Linked DNA regions of Sus scrofa: regions 1 and 3 are each linked to region 2. The links are chromatin contacts, called in public Hi-C and HiChIP or PLAC-seq maps. All regions are on one chromosome and are shown on one strand. Each heading gives the region's core, a stretch centred on a gene start, on an enhancer-like site or on the middle of the called end of the contact. The rest is flanking DNA. Distances are from core to core; before and after follow the strand shown. Region 1 holds the start of PRR3 (proline-rich protein 3). Region 2 holds the start of MRPS18B (mitochondrial ribosomal protein S18B). Region 3 holds the start of DHX16 (DEAH-box helicase 16).

Evidence for each region. Hi-C and Micro-C count contacts between places; a contact is called where the count stands out from the background. HiChIP or PLAC-seq counts read pairs in DNA pulled down with a chosen protein or histone mark.
Region 1: a contact with region 2 is called in an H3K27ac HiChIP or PLAC-seq map of alveolar macrophages. The contact joins the promoter of PRR3 here to the promoter of MRPS18B in region 2. A contact is called at or near these places in 1 of 5 promoter capture datasets (liver), 7 of 47 Hi-C or Micro-C datasets (alveolar macrophages, blood, embryonic fibroblasts and 3 more) and 2 of 2 datasets of contacts at active chromatin or transcription factors (alveolar macrophages and skeletal muscle).
Region 3: a Hi-C map of fetal liver shows a contact between it and region 2, with 1.6 times the contacts expected there. The contact joins the promoter of DHX16 here to the promoter of MRPS18B in region 2. A contact is called at or near these places in 9 of 47 Hi-C or Micro-C datasets (alveolar macrophages, epiblast stem cells, fetal liver and 5 more) and 1 of 2 datasets of contacts at active chromatin or transcription factors (alveolar macrophages).

The regions. Positions count from the first base shown.
Region 1 is chr7:23,109,954-23,114,742 of Sscrofa11.1, forward strand. It overlaps PRR3 (proline-rich protein 3), which reads left to right and starts at 2,576. Exons shown (of 5, transcript XR_002345608.1): 1 at 2,576-3,715; 2 at 4,412-4,474. It overlaps GNL1 (G protein nucleolar 1 (putative)), which reads right to left and starts at 2,461. Exons shown (of 12, transcript NM_001128478.1): 1 at 2,389-2,461; 2 at 1,805-1,970; 3 at 1,294-1,430; 4 at 981-1,132; 5 at 792-863. The coding sequence starts at 2,461.
Region 2 is chr7:23,164,525-23,169,374 of Sscrofa11.1, forward strand. It overlaps MRPS18B (mitochondrial ribosomal protein S18B), which reads left to right and starts at 1,790. Exons shown (of 7, transcript NM_001123140.1): 1 at 1,790-1,867; 2 at 3,019-3,127; 3 at 3,235-3,332; 4 at 3,460-3,528. The coding sequence starts at 1,790. It also overlaps a transcript of PPP1R10 not described here.
Region 3 is chr7:23,205,533-23,210,054 of Sscrofa11.1, forward strand. DHX16 (DEAH-box helicase 16) reads right to left here and starts at 2,341. Exons shown (of 20, transcript NM_001123106.1): 1 at 2,135-2,341; 2 at 153-403. The coding sequence starts at 2,341.

The DNA.
Region 1 (4,789 bases), core at 1,326-3,825, 54 kb before region 2:
CAATTAATGCCAGATCCCGGCCACGTCTGCGACCTACGCAACACCAGATCCTTAACCCACTGAGCGAGGTCAGGGATCAAACCCGCATCATCATGGATGCTAGTCAGATTCATTTCCGCTGGGCCATGATGGGAACTCCAAAAATATGTATCTATTTTCAAGTGCACACACCTGTCTACATGTGTACACATGCATACATGTGTGCATGCACACATGCACATTTGTGTTGAGTATGTGTGGCTGTGTGAGCGTGTGAATGCGCGTGTATGTCTGTGTGAAGGAGTGTGCATACATGCTGTTAAAGATCTCCAACCTGAATGTCCCCACAGTCCTCAGACTTCCCTTTCTCCCACTGGAGGACAACTGTGAAGTAGCAGAGCCAGGTCACACAAGGGCCGTCCAGCAGCAGAGTCTACAGCTTTAGCCACTACCCTAGCATCCCGAGGGAGGCTGAGTTCTGCAGTGACCCCTACGGCAGGGCAGCCCTTTTCACAGAATCCCCTGGAGCTCCATACTGGGACTTTGTATGAGCTCTAGTGGGCTAGGAAACAGGATATGCAGTTTTTCATCAAAGGAGCAAAGAAAAGGAGAGGCAGTGGCCAGGGGAGGAGTGACAGGCTGGGACACTGATGAATAAAGACTGAGTCTTTGGACTGCAGCCATCAGCATGGAATAGAGGAGACCAGAAAGGAAGAGGTTACCTCTTTGCCTCCCAACTCCTGCTTCTGCCCTTTACCCCACAAGGATCTTCCTCCCTCCTCCCCTGGCCCAACCTCATCCCCAGGACTCACTGGATGTCGGATATCAGTAATTAGCAGGACAATGTCAGACATCTCTAACACTCGCCACAGCTGCCTCCATGTCTGAAAAGACAAGGTTGATATGAGAGAACCTGAGCCCAGAGTTGCTCTCCTGCCTGACGGCAGACCAATCTGACCACGTGTCACTACGCCCCACTCCTGTCTTCACTCTATTCTCACCTCCAGATTGTGCTCAAAGTAACTGAGTTTCTCAGAGGTATAAGCCCCATGAATCTTCCCAAGATACTCCTGGAAGCTCCGTTCCTCCTGGCTCATCAGTTGCTCCTTGGACATTTCATAGTTCCAAGGAGGACGTCGGGGAAAGTCCAGAACTGAGAAATCAAGAAAAAGTCCAAATAAGTCTGAGAATAGTTTTAGAACCTAGGGTGCATCCCAGGCCCTCCCATTCTTCCTCCCAGTCAGCTCTTACTCTTCTAAACTCCTTTCCCCAGCCCACTGCCTGACCTAAGCTCCCAGCGCTGAGCTCACTCACCAGACCCAGGCTGATAGACTTCCTGGATGTCCAGCTCCAGCAGCTCAGCACTCACGGGCTGCAGCACTTGCTCCCGGGCCGCTCTCTTTCTCCTCTCCACCTCCTCTCGGCTGTCTCGCTCAAAATGCAGCCGATACCTAACAGGACAGGGACCACCACATCCATCGCCAATCCTTGGTCACAAACTACCCTCTTGGGCAGACAACTTCGCAAAGCTTCCTCTCCAGAGTTCAAGTCACTCCTCTGAATGGGCCCTCCCCCAAATCTTTTTCACACAGCAGTAGGCCTTCCTCCAAGTCTCGCCCTTCTGAAGGCCAAACTCTCCCCAGCCCCTCCAGTCCAGAAGATCGTGGCCCGCTCTGGTGACCCAGAGGCCCCGCGGAAAACCGTCGCATCCCAGCCCCACCATCTCCAGTTTCAAGCCTCCACCAGCAGCAGCCTGCTTTCCCCTAGCGCTCTGACTTCCGGGTAGGCGGGGAAGCCCAGGCCAGAGACCCCCGCCCACTCTCACCGATTTGGGTCATAGCCACGCGGGCCCAGCCCCTGGGAAGGCTGCTGGTTGAGCCTGCGGATGTGATGGGTCACAGATTCCCCGTCCGAGGTGTCAGTCTGCTCCTCCCGCCGCTCCCGGCTCCCGCTGCGGCTGTTGGAACTGGATCGCAGCCCATCTTGAAGCCCTGCGGGGAGGAGCTGGTGACGCCAGTGCTGGCCAGCTCTCAGGGGCCATAAGACCCCCCCCCCACGGTTGGCCTGGCTCCTCCTCACACCACCCTGATTCTTTTGAAGCCAGATCCTCCCACCTACTCTGCCCAGGACCCTCCCGGATGTGCGTGGGGGGAGGCACTCCTCCAGGGATCTGTGGGGATGGCGCCCCGTAGGAGCTGGAGGGATTCCCCTCCCCCAACTCTCCATCCTTCCCCACCCCTTCCAGATGTAGGGGGGCTGGGGTGAGGGAATCCCCTCTGCGGTCGCCCACGCGCGTCGGCGCGCTGCCGCCACCCCTTCCCACGCCTCCCAGAGGTGAGGTGGGCACACCCCTCCCTCCAGATGTGCGGGAGTCCGAGCCCCGCCCCCTCTTCTGGCTCCCGCACTGACCTCGCTTCCGCTCCCGCTTGTCCTGCAACTGCTTCTTCTTCTGCTTCACGCTGAAAGGCTTCTTCCTCGGCATGGCCCGGACCAGTCACCTGGCCCGCCCTCCGCCGAGCTCCAGCCGCTTCAACTGACTCCCCCCGGGGCAGCCCCGGTCGCAGGGGCCCGGGACCCTGGAGGGGGCGGGGCTGGAAGGTGACGTCAGCGGGCGGGCCTGGCCGATGCGCCCCCGCGGCCGGGGTGGAAGACGACCAGGGGAAAATACAGTCACTTTCCACTGGGAGCGAGGCAAGAGAATGATGAGAGGTGGGCTACCAGCATGTAAGAGCCAGTGGCACGGACAGGGCTCAGCAGCCGCGAGAAAGGAGGCGCGCGTGGGAGGATCGGTCTAACTTCGTCACGGACGCTACCAACTAGCGCTCGGAGGAGGGGGGACGCGTGTCATCACTACCTTGCGCGCGGGGGAGAAGCTACCACTCACCTGGTGGGGGCAGTGGAGCGGAGGGCGGGTCTTACCACCCGGGGGAGAAAGGGACGCGCAGAATCTACTTTACCAACCCTCCGGCTGGATCTTGGAGGAAAGCCGCGACCACGCGTCCCGGGAAGGAAGCCAAATGACTGGGCTACACTAGGACAGGGTCAGAGGTCTTGAGGGGCGGATGGCGGTTTGGAGAGCCCTAGGCACTGCCCTGCTGGCACCCAGATTCCTTGTGGGAACGGTGATAAGGAGCAGATTTACAGATCATAAGTGCAAGTGCGGCCGAGGAGGGAAATCCAGGTGGGACAAGGATGTTTGGAGGGAGGTCACAGGGCACGAAGTTGTGCCTGCAGCTGTTACCATAGAAACCGGGGACCGGATGTGGCGATCTTAGGGTGCGACAGCCCCTCTGTCAGGCTTTCTGCCCCGAGAGCCCGCCGACTCTATGACACACTGTGAGGAGCCGGTTGTGTTTTTTTCCCAGCCGGGGGGAAGCGAGCGACTTTTTCAAGCGTTCATAGAAATGCGATAAAGGAATGGTTTGGGATTGCTGCCACGCCTGGCTAAGGCCGAGGGAGCCTGCTGATGTGAGACGAGCCGCACAAAGGGTCCCCAGAGCCTTCCGGAAGTGAAATGGCGGGAGCCCCAGCCTTCACTGTCCACTGCCCCCCCGGAAGCGGAAACAGAATTCCAGCGTGCCCCTTCCTCACTGCTCTCCAAATCCCGCTGCAGCCATTGCCGCAACCACGATGCCGAAACGAAAGAAGCAGACTCAGCAGCAGCAGCCTCCGCATCAGCAGCCCCCACTGACAGAGCGGGAAGAGACTGGAGATGAGGAGGATGGGAGTCCCATCGGTGAGGAGTCCGAGAGGGGTGTGCACATGCCTGTCAGCTGGGCCAGGCGAGGGGCTAGCCGCCGAAAATGTGCTGGGGAGGGGGCTCTAACGGAAGGAGGAAGGGCGCACGCGCTGGGGCGGGGGCTGGGGGAGGCCTGTCCGGAATAGAGCACTATGTGAGATCTCTTACTTGAACCCTTAACTTCAAACCGGCCCCTAAACCTTTCTAAAGAAGTCAAGGGAGAAGACGAAGAGTTCGTGTGCGCAGCCGCAGCACGACAGGGGAGTGGGGGCCCTAGAGAGGTTGCAGATTGCATGACTGGGATGACAGTTTGTGACCAGACTTTCACAGGGAAGGTGGAAGAGCAGCCTTCTTTAAACTACTCGGGAATGGGATGGAGGTGGGGAGAGCTATCTGATTGGTCAACAGTTAAAGCGAGAAATTGGATTACTTCTGGAACCACTTAGGATCTTTTGGATAGCAACAGCCTAAGAGAAAGTTTGTAGATATCCTTTCCTCATTATTCCCCTTGAGTCTCCACTTTGCAAATCCTGAAAATGCTTTGCAGATAGATAGGGTGAGAGCTGGTAACTGAGAATATACCTGGCTTTAGCAGTTAGATTAAGAAATGAGTAATAGAAGAAAAATATATAAAAGCAAGATCACCAGTCCTTTAGTCCATTCTGATGACCATATTTTCATGTCTACTCGTAGGACCACCCAGCCTTCTGGGTCCTCCCCCCATGGCCAATGGAAAGCCTGGTGATCCCAAGTCAGGTGAGGAGAAAGGGGCCGTGATTCTTGGATTAGGTCCTGAGAAGGGAGGAATGGGGTGGGGGAGTACAGACTGAAACCCAGGAAGGACTTCAAAGATCAGGCATTCTATACCTCTTAAATTAATGGAAAATATGTCCTGACAGATTGAAAAAACTCAATGCTGTGAAAGTGTCAGTTCTTCCCAAATTGACCTATAGGATCAATGCACTCACAGTTATAATCCCTACAAAGTTTTTGTAGAAAGTAAACATTCTACATTCTTGTATGTAAATGCAAAGGGTCAAGGTGAGAGATTGCAAAGACAGTCAAAGTGGA
Region 2 (4,850 bases), core at 540-3,039:
CAAGATCCACCATCTTTTGTATGTGAGCTCATTAACCCTTTTGAAGACTGCAGCTAACGAGAGGAAGGTAACCATTCCTCTTTATAAAAAAGTAAACACTTATGGCTTTGGCAGTCTGGAAATTGGCTGGATTACCAAGGGTTAACCATCAAAATCCTAACTTGCTGGCCCTCCCTCCACCCTCTCCTTGCCCGCACCAGGGCAGGGAAGAGGTAGGTGGTAGAGGAGAGAACACCACTGTTAAGACCCAAAGGCCCTTTTAATGGAGATTAAGCGACCGGATCGGTCCTTCTCCAGTTCTCTATTTGTTCTATGGTCTCATTTCGTCCTCTCATTATTTTTGGTTTCACAACGGGAAACGTTGATTTCTTGTTGCAAGGCTGGTTTTTGAAAATTCGACACTTACTATCCAATTTTTTTGCGACGTCAGCACCTCGGGCTCAGGGGGGGAGGGGGTTAAAATTTTAGAGAAAAAAATAAAACAACCAACCAGGACCCAAAACTCAATTATTTGCGGGGCCTCATTGGATCAAAAAGTCTCTTTAAAAAAAATAAAGGCCAACTCAGTATTCATTTCCCCCCCCACCCAACTCCATTTAGGGAGGGGGGTCGTAGAAAAAAAGTTCTGAGTGGATTCAAAAAAGTAAACGCTGGATGAGTGAATTTGAGTGGGTTTGGGAAGGGAGGGTGGTTGATTATTTTTGAAGTTATGTGGTGACGGTCCTTCGGCCACAATTTCAAGTCCCAAGCAGCGTGGGCTGGTGGGGTGGGCAAGATAGGTGGGAAGGGGCAGAAGACACAAGTGGTTGGGCTGGTGGCTGCTGTTTTCCCTTTCCCCCCTCTCTCAGGATCCTTTCAAGGGCTTAGATGTTGCTGCGGCTTGTTTCTTTTTTCCTCGTGGCTGGCCTGTCTTTCTCCGAGAAAATTCAAACCTGGGATAAAAGGAACAAAAGGGAGAAAGATACAATCAATACGGGTTGCTCGGAAACGCCCCAAAATACCGTTTTTGTTGCCCTCAAACACCTCTGTGTCCCATCCCGAAAACAGCCGCTTAACACAAGTCATGGCTCCCAACTGAGCCTAGGCCGAACCCGTTTCCCAGGCCAAAAATGTCACCCTCCAACCGACAAAAAGGCGAAACTTACCTCTAAACGAACCCCAGAATGGCGGCTGCCCGCTCGGGCGGAGTCTTTTATACCCGGACGCCGCCCAACGCGCGCAAACGTGCCAGTGAAGCGCCCTTGTCGCGAGACATTGTGCGCGAGGCGTGAGTTCATTGGCCAACCAGAAAGACAACTCGCCAGCTGATTGGCTAGCCTGTCTTCGGCTTCGCTCAGCCCCTTCCCCTGGGCACCCTCTTCCGCCTCCTTCCTGGCCCGCTAACGCGTGCGCGTGACCGGGCGGCCTAGCACCTCCCTTTCCTCTGCTTCCACCACTTCCGCCCTCGAGACCATTTCTCACCCTGGGTTGGTAGAATCGGACCGGCGCATGCGCAGTGAGAGAATCTCGGTCAAAATCTCCTTCAAAATTGCTTACAAGACAAACTCGAAGAATGAGGTCTAAGAATCGTAGTGACTGGTGCCGCAAAAACGCAATTTTGAGGCCGAATTCGATTGTGACGCAGTTGAAATTGCCTTCTCCTTATGGCCCCCCTTTCTCGTTTCCGTCTTGACGCAGATGCGCGGCCGTCTTCCGCACTGCGGGCGCGTCCTTGGCCCTACCCCCAGTCAGTTTCCAGGTGCATGCGCAGTCGCCTTTCTAGCCTTTCCTGCTTTGGGCGTACGTCAAGATGGCTGCCTCCATATTGAACGTGTTGCTGAGGCGCCTTCCTGGCGTTTCGCCCTTCAGAGGTGCCTACGGAGTTCAGGTAACTCCTTGGAGCACGTTTTGTACAACCCAAAACTTAAACTGTACTTTCTCTAGGTTGTCGCTCCACTTCTGGGAATCCAGGAGCGGAGAGCTTCCCGATTGCTGTCAAGGCAATGCTTTACTTCCACCACTCTCTTCCCTTCTCGTTCCTCGATACTGCGCGCATTTTCTTATTTCGAGTCGAGGGTGAAGAGCCAGGGTTGGATGGTATCCTCTTCCCTAGTTTCCATCTCGATTAAATAATTAAGAGATGGAATGAACCCCTTGGTCATAACACAAACCAGCTGTGAACTGTTCAGACGATGTCTAAATCTGCGATGCCCAGTAAGGTCTTTGGGTTGAGGGACAGACACTAACTTCTACCAGCCCTGCTATAGCCTAATAAAGCCAGGACACATTCTCACGACCTGGGGACCAGTGTCTCGGCTCTCTTTATGTCACTGAATCAGTTTCTCATCAGAGCATACATGAGCTTAACTTTGGGTCGAGGTTTCCCTCCAGCCTCACGTACTTACCCCCCTGGAGGTTCTTGGCAGGGCAGATTCTTAGCGGGGCAGGGCGAGATGGGAAGGCTTAGCCCAGCTGCCACTCCCTACAGTGGGACTAAAAATTGGTGACAAGGGTCACCACAGAGTTAATTATAGGCCTGGTAGCTTTAAAGGTAGCGTTAGGACTCAAGTTTATTCTGTCCTATGGAATGTTGACCTTCAACTTTTTATAAGGCTGGGCAACTCAGTGATTCAGGATCGGATTGAGTGGAGATTCATCTGTCTTTGCATTTCCTTCCTGCCATTCATCTTAACTCCAAGAAGATAAGACATTCTCCCTTTTTCTCCACTAGACTCGGTCTGTCCCAGAAAGGACAGAGTATCTTATATGTGCCACGTTTTTGAGTTGTTTTCTCAAATAAATTTGCCTCCCCATCAGCTATCTAGTTACCCTCCAACATGACTCTTTCTCTGAAGATCCAGTTACAGTAGGGAGACTGGTGGTTAATGATGTCAACTTAACCCCCCCACCCAACGCTACCTTTCATATATATTTCATTAACATAGTGGGTATAGATTCTTTTTCTCCCTGAACTGTTGGCAGCTAACCAGTCAGGTTTCTCCTTGAACTCACTGTCTCATTTCCACTCTCCTTCTATAGGTTCTCCTCCAGACTCTTTGCACCAAAGCTCCCCCTGAGGATGATTCTTTGCCCCAGGTTCCCATTTCCCCTTATAAAGATGAACCCTGGAAATATCTGGACTCAGAAGGTACTTCTTCATGGGGGAGGGGAGGGCAAGTCAGGTCTGAAATAAAGGGACAGAGATGCCCCCCACCACCTGCACCCAGACATGACTTAAGTGGCCTTTCATTTCAGAATACCAGAACCGCTATGGTTCTCGCCCTGTCTGGGCTGACTACCGTCGCAACCACAAAGGTGGAATACCCCCACAGCGGACTCGAAAGATGTGTATTGTGAGTTTCTGAAGGTGACACATGGATGGGATGTGGAGTGGGGCTGAAGGCTATAGCCGCAGTGGTAGCTGCACTTTTTCAGACAAGGCTTTGAACATCTTCACCTGCCAGTTTCTTCTCTCTACAGCGGGGAAATAAAGTTGCTGGGAATCCCTGCCCCATCTGCCGGGATCAGAAGTTGCACGTCGACTTTAGGGTAAGGAGAGTCTTTTCTCCAGAATAAAGACCTAGAGTGCTAGAGAGATTACCTTAGGTACCCCTCACTCTTCATGTCCTGGTGCCACTAAAGTTTTTTGGGTTTTTTTTGTTTTTTGTTTGTTTTTGTTTTAAGCATAGTTGATTTACAGTGTGTCAGTTTCTGCTGTATAGCAGAGTGCCCAAAGTCCATTTTATATTGACTTTCCGGCAATATGAAACATTCCTTCTTCTAGCCTTTGCTCTCTGCTATGGGTTATACTAAAAAGCTTCATCCACTATTAAAAAAGAAACCTTCATCCCTTGCCTATGAAATTTATAGTCTAAATTGGCAAGCAAGAGAAATACTCGTTTCTAATGGGAGGGCTACACCCAAGGCTTCATTTTTATACATCACAGTTAGCAGCAAGTAGATTGGACTAGTTCTTTCTCTGAGGTTTTCTTTATTTTGTCGGTGGCATGCTGGAGACTAGGGGCTGGAGGGCAGGTACATGAAGCAAGGTACAGTCAGTTATGTTAAAAAAAAAAGAAAGACACTTCAGTGTGAGAAGGACAGGACCTGTTCCTTAAAGGATTCAAAAACCTTATGATAATGGAAACGTGCTCGTCTGAGTTTGCAGGGCTTAGAAGTATTAAGAAGGTCGTCAGGGGAGTTGGAGGGCATTTGTGTGTCAGTCAGCAGAAGGGGGTGTCTGACTGCTGTCAGGCTCCTTCAGAAGCAGGTTGTAGAGGAGTCCAGGAGCTACTTCTCAGTTTCAGCTGTGTACAAACTATAACCATCTGTATACAGTTTATAGTAAGCTGCCTGGCTAAGGGAGAAAGGTTGAATAGTGCAGATGATTCTGCTTGCTATCCCACTCCACAAGTAAACCTGCTTTTTCTTTGGGAATCTCACCACCTGTGATTAATTGCTGGCTGAGAATCATTCTAGTAATTAAACCTTTTTAACTAATCTTAGTAAATAAATAAATTACATAAGGCATAGTTTTTGTTTGTTTGCTTGCTTTTTAGGGCCACACCCATGTCTATGGAAGTTCCCAGGCTAGGGATTAAATTGGAGCTATAGCTGCCGGCCTATGCCACAGCCACAGCACCTCGGGATTTGAGCAACCTACACCATAGCTCATAGCTGGATCCTTAGCCCACTGAGCGAGGCCTGGGATCACACTCGCATCCTCATGGATCCTAATTGGGTGCATTAACCGCTGAGCCACGAAGGGAACGCCAAGGCATACTTTTGTATACATTAATCATTTATAAATGCACCTTATAACATGTACTACATTTTATGGGTGATTTCATGGATTTGCCAAGACTGTCCCT
Region 3 (4,522 bases), core at 1,091-3,590, 42 kb after region 2:
GTCTGTGACCTACACCACAGCTCACAGCAATGCCAGATCCTCAACCCGCTGATTGAGGCCAGAGATCGAACCCGTGTCTTCATGGATACTAGTCGGGTTGGTTACCACTGAACAAGAATAGGAACTCCTCTCTCACCCTACTTCTGACTTACCCTGTAGTCTTCTTTCCTTTCTCAGGAACTTCTTCCTCCTCTTCTTCCTCCTCTTCCTCCTGACGTTTCTTCCTGAGGTGTTTCCGTTTTTTCCGCTTCTTCTGGAGACTGCTCCCAGCCCTGCCTACAGCCTCCTCACTGCTCTCCTCACTGTCCTCCAGCAACCTGTAGGATCGGTTCTTTTCCAGCAAGGCTCGGGCCTCTCGCTCAGCTGCCCGAGCTGGCTTTTCTGCCACTGCCTTCCGTGGGACCTGTCAGAAGAGGAGAAGACAAGGGGGTGTGGGCAACTCCCGATCCCTGCCTACCTACTCAGCCCTGCTCCTAATTTAAGGAGTAATTTGTTTTTTGTTTTTTTTGGTCTTTTGAGGGCCGCACCTGAGGCATATGGAGGTTCCCAGGCTAGGGGTCCAATCAGAGCTACAGCTGCCGGCCTATACCACAGCCACAGCAACACGGGATCCGAGCCACGTCTATGATCCATACCACAGCTCATGAATCCTTAACCCACTGAGCGAGGTCAGGGTTCGAACCCGCATCCTTGTGGTTGCCAGTCAGAGTCGTTAACCACTGAGCCATGACGGGAACTCCAGGAGTAACTTGATCTTCAACTGGCCTTCATTCTCTCCCTTCCCCAAGACCTTGCACCAGGCCCACCTGCCTGAATGGGACCGCTCAGCTTCTAAACTTCTTTTCAGTAATTCATTTAACAAACATTCATTAAAGCCTGTCCTGTGCACCCACTGCTAGGCATTAGGGATACTGGGATACATTAAGAGAAAAATCCTTATCCTCATGGAGTTTACATTCTCAAACAGTTCTCAACTGTTCTGCCTCCCTTCTTTCCAATGACTAAGTCATTCCCATACAAGGGAGTTCCAGTTGTGGTCAGTGGTTAATGACTCTGACTGGCAACCATGAGGATGCGGGTTCGACCCTGGCCTCGCTCAGCGGGTTAAGGATATGGCGTTGCCTAGAGCTGTGGTGTAGGTTACAGACGTGGCTCAGATCCTGTGCTGCTGTGGCGTAGGCCAGCAGCTGTAGCTACAATTGGATCCCTAGCCTGGGAACCTCCATATGGTGCAGGTGCAGCCCTGAAAAGATGAAAGACAAAAAAAAAAAAAAAAAAAAATGTCATTCCAACACAAGGACTGACAAACTGACAAGGATTGTTTTGCAGAAGCCTGTCACGTGCCTGGCACTGTACCAGACTCCAAGGATACAGTGGTGAACAGATTAACAAAAAGCCCTGACCCTCACATCACAATGTTCTAATTTCATCTCTCACTAAGCACCTTGTAGGACGGATGCATCAGGTTATCTGCCATCCTGTAAACAAGCTCAATACTTTCATTCTTTTTTCTTTTTAGGGGCACACCTGTGGCATGTAAAGTTCCCAGCCGGGCTAGGGTCTAATGGGAGCTATTGCTGCCGGCCTGAACCACAGTCACAGAAAGGGAGGATCTGAGCCGGTGTCTGCTACCTACACAACCCACGGCAACACTGGATCCTTTAACCCACTGAGTGAGGCCAGAGATGGAACCTGTGTCCTATTAGTCGGGTTTGTTACCGCTGAGCCACGACAGGAACTCCCCACACATTTCTTCTATAACCGCACTACTCAAGGTGTGGTCTGTGGACCATCAGCATCACCTGGAAACTTGTTAGATTTCGAAATGAAGAAACGAAGAATCCTTTCCAGACCTACTGAATTAGAAGCAGCATTTTAACAAAAGCTCTAGAGGAATCCTACACCTGTTAAAAGTTTGAGAACACTGCTCTATACCGCTTAACCCAACGTACTTAAGCCGTCCTCAACCCGCAGGCGATAACGGACAAAGGATAAACGCCTGTTAACTGAGTTAACTTAATTCTCCAAACGCGCGTCCAGCCCAGCCTCACTGGGACAAACAACCTGGGGACCCCTTCCCTGCTCCACCCCCTCTCCTATTTCTCCCACGCCGGGGCCCCGCCCCTCTAGGCACCTTGTTCCAGAGTTTCAGGGCGAAGTCCCGGGCTGGCCCGCTGAGGTCCAGGGTATCAGTGTCTCGCAGGCGCTGCACAAACTCTTCCGCAGAGGCGCAGCGCTGTGCGGTACCGATCAGGAACTGGGCCACGTGCCGCTCGCTCAGCCCCAGCACCGAGTGCAGCTCGTCCTGCACCCAGCGCTCCAGCCCAGCCGGCGTCGCCATGGCGACCTATGCTCCTTATTCCTGGCCCTGAAAGTATCTCCAGCAGCCACGCTGGCGACCGGGCGGGTCGGAGGCCTGGAGCCCCGGGCTGGAACCTCTCCTCCCCAAAGAAGCTGCCTTAGCACTTCGGGGTTCGGTTGCTGACAGTCCAAAGCAATCTTCCCGGACCCCGGAGGCCGGAAGTGGTCCACTTTTCCGGCCTAAGCACTACGGTGGCTGAACGGGCCCAAATCTCGCGGAAGTGTACGGGATAAAAGTTTCATTTCCTCCCTTAGTTAATCTCTCTGCCTCCCCCACCACGTTGGTGATTTGTAGGTATTTCATTCAGCAAATGCTAAGATCCTAATATGCGTTAGGTACAGTTTCAGTCCCCGGGGATATAGCAAAAATCAATCCGAAACGAATCCCGTGATGAATTTACAGAGGCTGCGGGGGAGGGGGAAATTTACATGTAAATTAAACATGTAGGAGTTCCCGTGGTGGCGCAGTGGTTAACGAATCCGACTAGGAACCATGAGGTTGCGGGTTCGGTCCCTGCCCTTGCTCAGTGGGTTAACGATCCGGCGTTGCCGTGAGCTGTGGTGTAGGTTGCAGACGCGGCTCGGATCCCGTGTTGTTGTGGCTCTGACGTAGGCCGGTGGCTACAGCTCCAATTCGACCCCTAGCCTGGGAACCTCCATATGCCGCGGGAGCGGCCCAAGAAATAGCAAAAAGACAAAAAAATAAAAAAATAAAATAAACATGTAAATTCTATGAAACCAAAAATAACGCAAGGTTTGTGAGTGTGTGTTTGCGGGAGGGCGGTGAAGTCCATTTCAAATTAGAAGATCGGTCCACTTATTACAGATTCGCCCGTGCTGATTAGGAGTGACCTTTGCTAGGACTGATACTTTCTGCAGAAATGAATATAGGTTAAGCATAAGGCAGGACTCTAGGTAGGAAGAAATTTGGGATCTGAAGGAAAAAACTCAGTGCCTTCTCAGAAAGTTATTTTAGAAGATCTCCAAACTAATGCACAAAATGTATTTTGCTTTTTTTTTCTTTCCTGACAGCTTGAGAGATTGATCAGTGGCTACTTAATTTTTTTTGGCCACGCCCAAGGCATTTGGAAGTTCCCTGTGCCTGGATCTAACCTGCTGCACAGCAGTACAAGGCCAGATCCTCACCCGCTCGAATCAGGGAACTCCACCGTCTGCTTAACTTCATTTTTCATCGATTTTTAGGTCCATACTCGCGGCATATGGAGGTTCCCAGGCTAGGGGTCAATCGGAGCCACAGCTGCCGGCCTGCACCACATCCCCAGCAACGCTGGATCCAAGCCGCGTCGGTGACCTATGCCACAGCTCAGGACAACGCCAAATCCTTAACCCACTGAGCGAGGCCAGGGATCAAACCGCAATGGTTTCTAGTCGGATTGTTTCTGCTGCGCCACAGCGAGGAACTCCAAGCGCTGCTTAATTTTAAATAAGCAGAACTTGTTGCTTGACTTTGCTATCTGACCTCTTTTTGATACTGCTTCATACTTTTACAATTAATCGGATTTATCAGACACAACTGTTGGGAAACAAAACATTTCTTATTCCAATTAACAGCCACAGGTAGCTCCACATCATTGATTTCTTGGATCACTGTTTTCTGTTTCTAAAATGAACCCTAGGCACCCCTGGCATCTCAGAGCTTTCTGCCTCTGCTTTCCTGGGTCACAGCTGATTAGGATCTTTACCAAATTAGCTGCCAGCGTTTCCCTCCATGCCCACACTCTCTCTGAAGGGGCTCATTCTTTTGACACTTTGCTTGTTCCCTTGCTAGTAAATTAAAGACTTTCAACATATGTCTAAGATCAATTTGTCTGGAGTTCCCACTGCAGCTTGGTGGGTTAATAACCTGACATAGTGTCCATGAGGATGAGGGTTCAATCCATGGCTCCATCAGTGGGTTAAAGATCCAGCGTTGCTGCAAGCTGAGGTATAGGTCTCAGATGTGGCTCAGATCTGACATTGCTGTGTGGCTGTGGTGTAGGCTAGCAGCTGCAGCTCCAATTCAACCCCTAGCCCAGGAACTACCATAAGCCACAGGTGCAGCTGTAAAAAAGAAAAAAAAAATCAACTTGTGTAACACATTTTGTTTTTAACAAAGGGGGATTCTCCTTTGACTAGGTTGGGAGAAGCATCCTCTAATGAC